2 separate regions of the Mus musculus genome follow, and region 2 is linked to region 1. Evidence: chromatin contacts called from public promoter capture Hi-C data. All regions are on one chromosome and are shown on one strand. The core of a region is the stretch at or near the end of the contact, and the rest is flanking DNA. Distances in the headings are between cores, read along the strand shown. Region 1 holds the start of Foxo4 (forkhead box O4). Region 2 holds the start of Hdac8 (histone deacetylase 8).

Region 1 (5,973 bases), core at 3,219-5,718:
ACCAGGACCCTCTAGCGGCGTAGGACACAGGCTGACTCCTGTGCCCAGCTTGCTAGAGGAAGGCATTCCTCCCAGTAACAGAAGTGTAGGAGCCTGAGACAGGATAGGATCTACCTGGGTCATGAGGACATCAGCAGGAGGTGGTGGTGTATCAGAGGTGAGCAGAGCCTCTAGAGACTGGGAACTTGAGAAGCACCCTTCTCCTGCTGACAAAGACCCATCTATTGGGCCAAAGAGGGAGGCACCATAGCTATGTAAGGGGCCAGCAAGCCCAGGATGCTGCAAAGAGAAGCCGGAGAGACCGCTCCTAGAGAGCAAGGAATGGGGAGATGCGAGATTGAGCCCATCCAGTAGCTCTAGATCTTCACTGAGCGTGGGAGGGACCCCCCCTGCATAGCTGCTGGCCGAGGCTGGCATTTCCTCTTCTGCTAGCACTTCAGACTCCGGCCTCATTGGCGACAGCCGGGTGCTGACGGTGCTAGCATTTGAACTGCTTCGTGGACGGAAAGTGGTCCACACATCAGCTTCTTCTCGATTTCGAGGACAAGGGCTGCTTGACCACTTGGCAAAGTGGCCCAGAGGGCTCCTTGGCGTGGCACCTTCCGGTGGAGCTGGCAGGACAGACGGCTTCTTCTTGGGGCCTTTGCTGCGGCCCCGGAGCAGCTTGCTGCTGCTATCCATGGAGGCAGCCCTGCGGCGGGGTGCCTTGCCACCCTTGCCGCCATCGGGGTTCAGCATCCACCAAGAGCTCTTGCCAGTGGCCTCGTTGTGAACCTTGATGAACTTGCTGTGCAAGGACAGGTTGTGACGGATGGAGTTCTGGATGGGAGAGAGATAGTAGAAAAGGGGCGTGAGATATGTATAGCGGAGGGTGGTGGGCAGCAGTCTAATCTAAGGAGAGGCTGGAACACAACAGGAGCATCACCTGTCAAAGCCAGGAAGGAGAGGTAGAGTGAGGTGGGAGACAAGGGACTGTACACAGAGTTGCCAGGCTCAAGAGCATTCTCTCCCCCAATAGATCCCACACTGGGCCTTGAAATCTAATACCTGGGAGGCAGGGGGAATTTCTGTTGAGTTTGAGGCCAGCCTGGACTATATAGTGAGTTCCAGGACAGCAAGAGCATACATGAAACCATAAATGCCATATAGACTGGGTGAGATTATGTGCAACTGTCCCCTATATGTCCAACTGGTAGGTAGGCCCTAGATGTATAGTAAGGCTTCCCTTGAGGTTCTGCCAACTCCAGTGCCTTGGGTACTGGGTCCTGTTATTCATTCTTCTTTTACTGTTGACATGCACATTAATATATCCTTTGCCCCCTAGTAGCCCAGGGTGCAAGATGGACGTTGATACTTCCTGAGCCTCTTTCTGGCGGTACTTATTTTTATTTTTACTGGTTGGTCTATGGTGTCTGATGTACCTCCATCAGTCCTGCCCGCACCCGCACCCCCCCCACACACACACCCGCTCCTTCCCAGTTTTTCTCCTTGGAAGTCTTCTAAGAATTTGAGCATAATTGCTCTACCTTAAAGGTCATTTGACCTCCCCTCCCGCATGGAGCTCTTTAGTTTAGAAATAAATTCAGGAGGAAGTTCAGACATGCTAGGAGCCCCTAAGAAACAGGCTTGAGACAGCGGGAAACCACTTCTAGCTCACTGGTTAAAAAAAAAAAAAAGGTGACCCTTTTCTTGAAGAGCATGGCTTGAGCAGCCTCTTGTGCCAGTTCCTTTAGCAAGACTTCCTTGACTCTGTGCAGATCCAATCACCCCTGGCTCTTAGTAACGGAGCACAGTTGTGTCTTCTAGCTCTGTGATTTCCTCCCTTCTTTTTCTCTAATTCTGGGTCTAGTGAAGTAAATGTGGTGTGTGTGTGTAGGGGTGAGGTGGGGTGGGGGTCTCTGTGTGCGCATGTGCGAACACGCGCACTCGCGAGTGTGAGCACATGCACACGGCGGCTGCAGCGGGTCAAGCTCAGAGACATATTTTGTGAAAGGAATTCACTACTGAGCTACACTTCCACCTATGACCCCTCTCCAGGAGGCCTCGGTACAAGCAAGTGGCAGAGGTCAGTTTCCAGGTGCGCAGGTGCGCGCGCGCGCGCGCGCACATGTATGTGTGCAGATAAACTGTTCACAAAGTCACCTAACTTAAGCTTTCTTGTTCAAGTGAGTGCCGCCCCCTGGTGGGGTGGGAGTGACCCTGGCACAACACCAGGGAAGTATTAAGCTTCCTGCGTGGGGAGGGGGGACACTCTGGGAGCTTGTGGCCCCCTTTTGACTAGGTTTGGCAATGAAAGCAAACCACGCTTTCCTCAGAGAAGCAGGGTCTGTAGCAAAGCTTGTCCTCAAGTCCTCATCTTGAGGGTAGACTCATTACCTAACCTCCCTGGGCCTTCATTTCCTCAGATGCAAAATGTGGACTCCGAACTGCCAAGGCGGACTAACTAAATGAAAAAAAAATTCTTAGATTTCACCGGTTATGGATTTAGCTTAGTGGCAACCATGCGGCCCTGGGTTCAGTTCCTAGAATCAAAAGGGGAGGAAAAAAAAAAAGACTTCATAAACTCTAAAGGCCGTGTTACGTGTAAGTCATAAGAAGGGACTACTCCCAGTGTAACAAGCACTCGTGGTCATTCTACCCTGGAAAATCAACTTAAGGGAAAAGAAAAACAGCTGTGCAGGCTGCGTCCAAGGAGGGAAGCTCTTTGTGAGCTTCAGATTGTGGCATGGCAGTCTACCCAGAAATAGCGCCAAGGGTCTCGGTCAGCTGTCCCATCTTCTGTTCAGTCTGGCCCCTCCGCACATTGTAGATCTGCTCCCTCACTCTAACGTCTACGTGAAGGTCCATTCTGTCCGCTGTACTTGGTACACTAACACAAACCACCTACAGAGAGAGATACAAGGCATGGATACGGGCTGAACCCTCCTTAGTTTTGTGATTAGAGTCCGTATTTCTCTGGCGAAGTTTTCAGAGTTACCGTTTGAGATCTTCCCAGTTTCTTCAAGAAAGACCAAGGACCAACTTGGACTCGAAAGTCAAAGCTATATGATACCTCCTTTCTCCATGAGTAGTATTCCTGAACAAAGACTTTCCCCGTGAGTTTGGAGAGCGCCTTACAAGGAAGGATTTTCGTCAGGAGAAGGTAAACTGAGGCAGATAGCAGCTTGCGGGCCTCTTTCCTTAGTGCACAAGGTCGCTACCTTTCCCCATGGATACCAACCACTTTGCCCCCCTTCACCGCCCACTCCCTCTTGGGCAGAGCAATCGTAGAACAGTTCTGTTCACTGAGGTATTGGGAGGCGAGCAGGGAATCCGAGTAATCCCGCAGGAATGGGCCAAAAGGTGTTGGGTGGGAGGGGAGGGAGGAGGGAAGGCTAGGTGCCGGTGGAGAATCCACACAGTTCCTGCTGTACATAGGATAAAGACTTCTCTGTGGGAATAAATGTTTGGAGCAGCTCAAGCCAAAGTGCTGAGTAGCGAGTAGAGAATTCGATTTTCCTCAGAGCAGGGACAGTGTCTTATTCATCTCCGATCCTCCTGCTTCAAGCTGCTCAGAGTGTGGTATATACTATGTACTAAGTAAATGCCTGTCTAACTGAAGATTAAAGGTGGATCTTTGGGCTTTCCAAAGGGGTGGAAAGGCGGTAATGGGGGGCCCCGGAGTGAGAGTAACTAGAGGGGTCCAAGGGTGGATGGCGTGAAGGTAAGGGAGTCATACTTACCTTCCATCCTGCCGAGCTGTTGCTGTCACCCTTGTCCTTGAAGTAGGGCACCGTGCGGACCATCCATTCGTAGATCTGGGCGAGTGTCAGCCGCTTCTCCGGGGCGCTTTCAATGGCCTGGCTGATGAGTTCTGCATATGACTGATTTCCCCAGGCATTCCGGCGGGAGCCTCCCTTCCGAGGACCTGTTACAGCCCCCAGGATTCCCGGCTGGGGGCCCCCTGCCGGCTCTGGGAGCCGAGAGGGCAACAGGATCGGTTCGGAGTGTCCCTCCGTGGGTACCTTCTGTCCCAGACTGGGCTCCACCTCGGACGGTTCGTGTGGCTCCGTAGCGAGGTCTGGTCGAGGAAGGGGCCAGGTGCAGGATCGCGGACGGCTCTGGGGTTCGAAGTCGGGATCGAGGTCTAGGATCGCGGCAGCCCCTGTGGCTGACTTCTTATTCTCTGGATCCATACGTGGGGTCGAACCTCTGCAGCTCAGCGATCAGTGGAGCCTGCCACAGTCCCTCACCATGCCTCCCCCAAGGGGGGAAACACATTCTTTCCAGTTCTCAGAAAGTCACGAACTTCTCCCTCGTCTCCGGACTCTAGCTCCTAAACTGTCCCTTTCACTCCGTTCTCCGATCCCCTCCGGAGTCCGGGCTGCAGCCTCAGAGTAGCGCTCTGAGGCACCACCTGTAACCTCCGCCTAGCGAAGGCACTTTCTGCACCCTCTCACTCAGCTTCCTGCTCTTTTAAACCTGAGGCACCGTATCCCCTCATACATTGCGCTCCCATCACCGAACGTCTCCTCAGCGAAGTTCCCTCCCCCTTTCAAGTTGCTGCCCCCCGGACACTCCTCCCAAATTTCCTCCACCCGGATCGCTGCCCTCCCCCACGCCCCGCTCCCGGGCGTCACTTGTCCCTCCCCTGGCTCTCCCTCCCCTCGCCTCTTCCCTCCAGGTCACTCTTGAGAGGGTCAAGGTTCTTGCGGCCCCAGCCTCCCCAACTCCAGAACTGAATCCCCTATCGGACCCCCCCACCCCCCGCCCCCCGGGTTTCCCTTTTGTTTTGCTCCAAGCAGCAGCCCCCGCCAGACGTCTCTGTTTACCACTCGCTGGGGCAGCCATCTGCGCACGCGCCTCAGGAGCCACTTGGGAAACTGAGTTCTCGAATCGTGCCACCCTGGTCGTTCTCGAAGACTACATCTCCCGTCCTACCTTGCGATCAGGAGTCCGATATCGGCCGCAGGAGAGCGGCGCGTGGCAGGATGTGGGGAGGTGGAACTTTAATGATTAGAGGTCGTCCCGGACTCTTTTTCTTTTCTTAAAAATATTTTTCCTCATTCCTTCCCTTTTCACCCACTTCCTCGAGTTTCGGGGTCGCCCAAAAGATCGTTTTGAAAGACGCTAGATTTTCCCATCCTTCACTAAGAAAGCAAAGTGAAAATGTATTGCCCTTATAAGAAGCAGAAAGAGTATCAACAAGTAGGGATCTGATTAGAAAATAAGACACACTCACTTGGGGAGTTGAGAGGGAAGCTTGTGTAACAACAAACAGTGTTCATTGGTTATGGTGCACTCTCTCCATTTTCTATGTACATTTCACAGACAGTCTTGCTAGTTTCCTCTGTCAGCTATGCAGGCCTCTGAAATACTGATCTTCTCCTTGTTCTGATCTTCAATGGCTTCTCATTCAACATGTCTCCAACTGAACTTTTTTTTTTTTTAATCTCTTTCTGCACCTATACCTCCACCCTCTAGCTACCTTTAACCTCTGTTATTTTGTCTTTTTTCTGGAGCTGAGGACCGACTCCAGGGCCTTAGCCCTTGTTAGGCAAGTGCTATACCACTGAGCTAAATCCCCGATCCCTACTCTTAAGCTCTGAATTTGGTTAGAGGCTGTTCTGGGTCTACCTAACCTTCTCAGCCACACTGATGGTCACCTTTCCACTTCTGTAACTTGCTACTTCCAAATTCTAAATGGAGACATTATGACTGGGTTTAAGTTCTTCAACAGTGCACCGGCTTCTAATCCTTCTAATCCTTTCAAATAAAGCCATTTCCTAGTGGGCCTATGGGGGGCATTCTTATTCAAACCAGCATATCAAAATTAGCTCACTTACAGCTCACTTAACCATGCAAGGTATGGTTAACCACTATTATATCTGTTTTATAGATGAAAATACAGATGATCTCAGAGATCAAGTGATTTACACAAGGAAACAGGTGGGCCTAAAAATCCAAAGTACTGTAATGTTCAAACTCTAGGAA
Region 2 (5,701 bases), core at 616-3,115, 1.3 Mb before region 1:
GGAGGTATTTTTTCACTTTCCACCATGTGGAATCCAGAGATTGAATTCAGGTCATCAAGCTTAGCAGCAAGTACCTTTACCTACTGAGAAATCTTGTCTGTCACAGTTCTTTGTATTTTTTTTAAATCTAAGCTGCTCCTTCCAGTCAGCATGCCCTCTCATCCTCACCAAGCACAGTATTGTGCATCTCATAAGATATTCTGAAATGCTAGTAAGAATCCTACTTAACCATTTATTGTTAAGTACTTTATGCCTATTAAGTAAGCTAAGTGCCCTCCATTCATTATCTGGCTCTGTTATTAATATGGTTTCAAATGAAGTAGCCTTATCTTATCTATTATAATGCAGATTCCCTGAGAGTGCAGTGTATCTTTGAATCCAAAGCTAAAGTGTACACTTAGTTCATAGAAGTGCTTAATAGTGCACTCAGTTCATAGAAGTGCTTGGGTAACTGAATGATTACAGTGCTTTGAACTAGTTCTATAGACAAATACAAATGAAGCATAACTTGTTCCATTCTAATTGGAGAACAAATGCATATCTCTCTCTCTCTCTCTCTCTCTCTCACACACACACACACACACACACACACACACACACACACGTACATACCTCAAGATTGCAAGAATATTAAGTATTGGGATACTAAATCGAATATTGACCACAGGTATAGCAGAAAGTCAACCTGGAAGCATCAAATTCACATAGTAAAAGGAGTATTTAGGTTTTGGGTGTTAGGTAGAGCTAATTTTGGATTGTTTTCCTACCTCAGTGTGTGACCGAGAATAGTTTTTACCCTCCAAAGTACATCTGCAAAGTGGACATGTTACAGCTTGCGTCATAGAACTGTTGAAAGGATTAAGATAATATCCAAAGTGCTTATCACGAAACAAAAGTTTAAAGCAAGCTTGTCTTTTAAAGAAAGTACAAATCTGGGCCTGTCTCGGAGGCCTCAGTGTGTCAGTTGAGGATGGTCTGAGTGCTGGGAGTCTGGGAATTGACCAGCTAGGCTCAGATCTTGTAGGCATCCAGAACCCCCAAACTTCTGGTGGAAATAACACTGCCTGGGGACACACTAACACCCTGTACACCAAACCTAAAACATTTGCCCTAACCGTTGTTTAGCTTCAGAAGCAAATGAAAGAAAAAGTGGCTGTGTGTTGGGGGATGGGGGAGGTGTGTTTTCCCACTACTTGGGAGAGAACCCTTGCTTTTCATCACATGAAAGCTCCACAGTCCCTGTCTCAGTTTTAGGAAGGTGACATCGGGTTTGTCAGAGTGGATTATTGGAGAGGCTGTTAATCTCTTTCAGACAGTGATGAAAAGTAGCGAACTAAAGTTGCAGCACGAAATTTACTCTGTAAACATTTCAAACAATCCTCAGCCTTAGCACCATTAGCTAATGTAGCTGGGTGGTGGTCTTGCCTGCTATTGAATGTATAGTTTACCTCTATTTAAATATTTAAATGATATTTGCAGTTTGAAAACTTAAAAGAGTTCAGACTCTTAGCGCCAAAACTTGAAACCACGTTTTTTTAGTGTTTAGCTGTGTTTCTTTCTGTTACCATACTCCTTTAAAACTACATCTCCCAGCATGCTTTGGAGCTGGTCTGACCTCATTTCAAATGGCCCCGTAGGGCAACAAGGCTGGTTACTTTTGACCGTGCTACTTGTGCCATGAAAAAATTGATCCCAATTGGCAGTTATTTGGTTTTTATATCTGTCAGGCACCTTTTTTGAACTGTGGTCATCAGTAGAAGGCATCTGGTCTGGAAGGGCCCATCCATCCCTGTAGTTGGACGAGGGACCAGGGAAACTGTCTCCGGCGATCTAAATAGGAGGGAATGTTGACAAGGGAGCACCGCTGGGGCTGAACAGAGGAGCAGGAACTGGAGCTCAGGCTGAGTCTGAAAACTGTTGGCTCCAGACTTTGGCTCGCGGACGGTTGGAAGTGGGAGATGGAGATGCCAGAGGAACCCGCCAACAGTGGGCATTCACTACCCCCGGTTTATATTTACAGTCCCGAGTATGTCAGCATCTGCGACTCCCTTGTGAAGGTCCCCAAACGGGTAAGAGAGGTCTGGATCAAAGACCACGGTTTGCGGGGATGGGGGTGGGAGGGTGTGAAAGGGAGTACATTAGGAAACGAGAAAACTGGACTGAAGGATACCTTCAGCAAAAATGTAACTAGCAGTGCCAGGCACGCCAAGCCGAGCAGAAGGAAGTGGTTCATTACCTTCAGAGAGCGCAGTGGGGCATCCAACGCTCGAGTGGGGGCGGGGGGCGGGGGAGGGGAAGGATTGGCGCAGAGGTGAGCGGAGTTACCAATAGGGGGTCCTGGACCACAAACTGTTAGGAGAGAGTATTCCATCACTTGCGTTAGTAAAGCTGGGGAGCTTCGAATCTTGGCGATTTTGAGACTCTGTGTTTGTCTTAAGTGTATTCTGTTAAAGTGACAGAAGGGAGAAGAGAGAAAGTAGTTAGTTCTCCGCGCAGGCTGTTGTTGTTAATGGCATTTCAGTACATTGAACCTTAAGGAGACTGCTCTGCCTTTCTTTGATGCTGTTTCAGGCCAGTATGGTCCACTCTCTGATCGAAGCCTATGCCCTGCATAAACAAATGAGGTAAGTGCGTTGACCTTTCTGAACATGATCATTTCTGAGGGCAGGCGTGTTCATAGCCTTAACACCTTGTCTCCTCCCAGTGGGACTAACCAGCGAGAAATGCTGCGTTCAAAAAAAAAAAAAAAAAAAAGCTTGTGTGGGAGTGGGGTGTTCATAGTCTTTGTTAGATGCTTGTACCGCCGGGAAAGCTTGAGAACAGTTGGGAAAGGCACACGAAGGGGTTAAGATCCCTTAGAAAAGAGACTTTGCTTCTAGACATGTGAGGAGGTGTTAAGCTGGAAAATGTTTTGTTTTATATTTGGTCTGGATTTTGTTTGTTTTCTAAAGCTAGATTTGGGGATGTGGGTTCAATTTGAGACTTAGATCTGCTACCCCACCCCCATCACCACCAAACTTTAACCTGGTCTCTGTTGACCACACAAGTAAAGCTAGCTACATCCTTCTCAAAAACAAGCCAAAAACAAGCTTTCTGTTGATTGCCAATTCTATATTTAATGTCATAAATGAAAGTATTATGGACCTGGCACATGTCAAATCAGGTTTTCTCATTACTGACCAACTACGTGACTGGCTAGATCACCTAATGCTGCATTTTCTTCACAGAAAGTAATATAATAGGTTTTCATATTTTATTCTTAGTATTAAGTCATTTTTAGTGTGTACATTCTTTTGGAATGTGTTGTTGTTTTGAGACAGAGTCTCACTGTGTAGTTCTGGCTAGCCAAGAACTGTTAACATCAACCAGGCTGGCCTTGAATTTACCAAGAACCACCTGCCTTGCCTCCCAGGTGCAGGATCAGCAGGTTTGCAGCACCATACCCTTCTAGGAATGTTTTCCTCCCTATGCTTAATTCCTATGGTCATCAAAATAACTACTTGTCTTTCCTTAAAAGTATTTTAACACTTTTCTGAGCCTGGTGGTACAGGCCGTTAATTCTAGGCCTTTGGAAGGCTGAGACAGGAACATCACAACTTCAAAGCCAGCTGGGTAACTTAGCCACACCCTGTCTCAAAATACAATTTTTAAAGGGGTTTAAGATAGTGTTCAATGTGTAGAACACTTGCCTAACATATAGGAGGTCTAGGCTCCCACACACAAAATTAACACTTACAAATATTTTATTGCAAACAAGATGTCAAAGCAAAGTCATTAGCTCGCTGCTGAGTAGTCAGTAGTCTTTCCTTTTAGGGTGAGTGAAACAGATGGGAAGGTGCTACAAGGCAACAATTAGAAAAGGCTGGGATGGCAGGGCGTGGTGGCGCATGCCTTTAATCCCAGCATTTGGGAGGCAGAGGCAGGCAGATTTCTGGGTTCAGCCTGGGTTCAGCCTGGTCTACAATGTTCCAGGACAGCCAGGGCTACACAGAGAAACCTTGTCTCAAAAAACCAAAAGCAACAAAACAAAACAAAACAAAACCTGGGATACATAAAACAAAAGCTTGTGTACAAAATTGAGACAATGTTTCTCTACATAGCCTACCTAGGCAGCCCTAGGACTCACTAGGTGAGACCAGGCTAGCTTTGAATTCACCGAGATTCCTCTGCCTCCCGAGTGCTGGGATTAAAGGTGTGAGCCTTTGTACTAGGCTCCTTGATGTTTTTATTTTAAACACTTTATTACATTGCATTTATTTCTTTTGATGGGGCTCGGGGGCCTGAGGGGTTGGTCAAGCGCCCCAGTACACAGGTGGAGGCTGGGAAAGAACCGGCAGCGGCTGCCTCTCTCTTTCTACCGTGCGGAGCCTGAGGAGTGAATTTAGTTTTTCAGTGACTGCCCCTGAGCCATCTTGCTGGCCCTAAAATTTTATTTTAGTGGACAGTTTGTTCATCTCTCGTGATATAAATGTGTACTTGAAGAAAAAACAAGAATCCTTGATTTTGTCTACATATTTAACTTTTGAGGTTGACCCACAGGATTTCAAACACCTTGGTTATACTAGTTGCCTAAATATCCTACCTGGACTAATTCGCAGTAAACTCATAGTTGTACTTCCATTCAGAAAACATACATGGCGCCGTTCTGTGGCTAGAGCAGTGCCCCTTCTATTTGAATGGGCAATCATCTTGTTAACATATATGTTCTTGGTAGAATACAAACTGGTTTACTAGGCTTAGGGTGAGACTTGGGCTCTGGCTTTCTAAGGAAGAAATGCCACGCTGCTTGGTGGCAAGGGTTAGAGAACATTCCTGCAGCAGAATCTAGAAGAAGAAATGGGAAATCAGCAGGGAGAAGCAAGAAAGTCCATGAAACTCACTTCCTTTATTCTTGTTCCGTTTGTCCTTTATTGTGAGGAGCTGATTGAGAGGGTCCAGGCTTTTCCTCCGTCTTTCCTTCCTCTGGGAGATAACTGTAAGAGACCGACTAATAGAAACTTTTTATATTAGCAGACTCTGGGGAGATAGCATAGAAAAAGTAAGAACATTTGTTGTACAAGCACTACGACCCAGGTTCCCCAGAATCTACGGGAAAGGCTGGGTTTCGTCACACGTACCTGTAAGCTCAATGTCTTGGCAGGGGTAGACAAGAGACTGAATAATTGGTGGGGCTTGCTGATCGCCAGTCTAACTCCAGGTTCAGGTTCAATGAGAGACTCTTTGTCTCAAGTGAATGTGCATGAGAGTTACAGAGCAGGACGTGTGGCATCCTTCTCTGGCCTCTGTGCGTGTACAGACTTGCAAACTCCCATGCATAGTACCCTGCTCAATAAATAAAACCTTTTTATATTTGACTTCTCTTTTTCTTTGAGACAGGGACTTACTGAAGTCAGTTTGATCTAGAACTTGAAATGTAGCCCAGGCTGGCCTCACACTCATCATCCTCCTGTACTATGAGTACAGATAATTGCTTCCATAGCTAACATGTTATCCTTATATATTATATATTTGGGGGTGGGTGAGAATCAACCATAGCGCCTTGTACATGTAGATTTTGTATGACTGCGCTACACCCCCAGTCCAATTTCCCTCCTTTTTACACTAGTACTGATGATCATTGTCCAAGAAGTTTGTTATATGTTATCATTCCATCTGTACATAAGGTCACTAAGTTGACTCATTTTATAAGTGAGAAAGCTGA

Evidence for each region. Promoter capture Hi-C pulls out the DNA fragments that hold promoters and counts their contacts.
Region 2: a contact with region 1 is called in a promoter capture Hi-C map of liver, with 5 times the contacts expected there. The contact joins the promoter of Hdac8 here to the promoter of Foxo4 in region 1. A contact is called at or near these places in 2 of 39 promoter capture datasets (liver and pre-B cells).

What each region holds. Positions count from the first base shown.
Region 1 is chrX:101,253,023-101,258,995 of GRCm38.p6, reverse strand. Foxo4 (forkhead box O4) reads right to left here and starts at 4,468. Exons shown (of 3, transcript NM_018789.2): 1 at 3,723-4,468; 2 at 1-819. The coding sequence starts at 4,175.
Region 2 is chrX:102,501,322-102,507,022 of GRCm38.p6, reverse strand. Hdac8 (histone deacetylase 8) reads left to right here and starts at 1,865. Exons shown (of 11, transcript NM_027382.4): 1 at 1,865-2,069; 2 at 2,572-2,624. The coding sequence starts at 1,959. It overlaps Gm32262 (a long non-coding RNA gene), which reads right to left. Exons shown (of 14, transcript XR_003953070.1): 13 at 4,881-5,322; 14 at 1,697-2,444.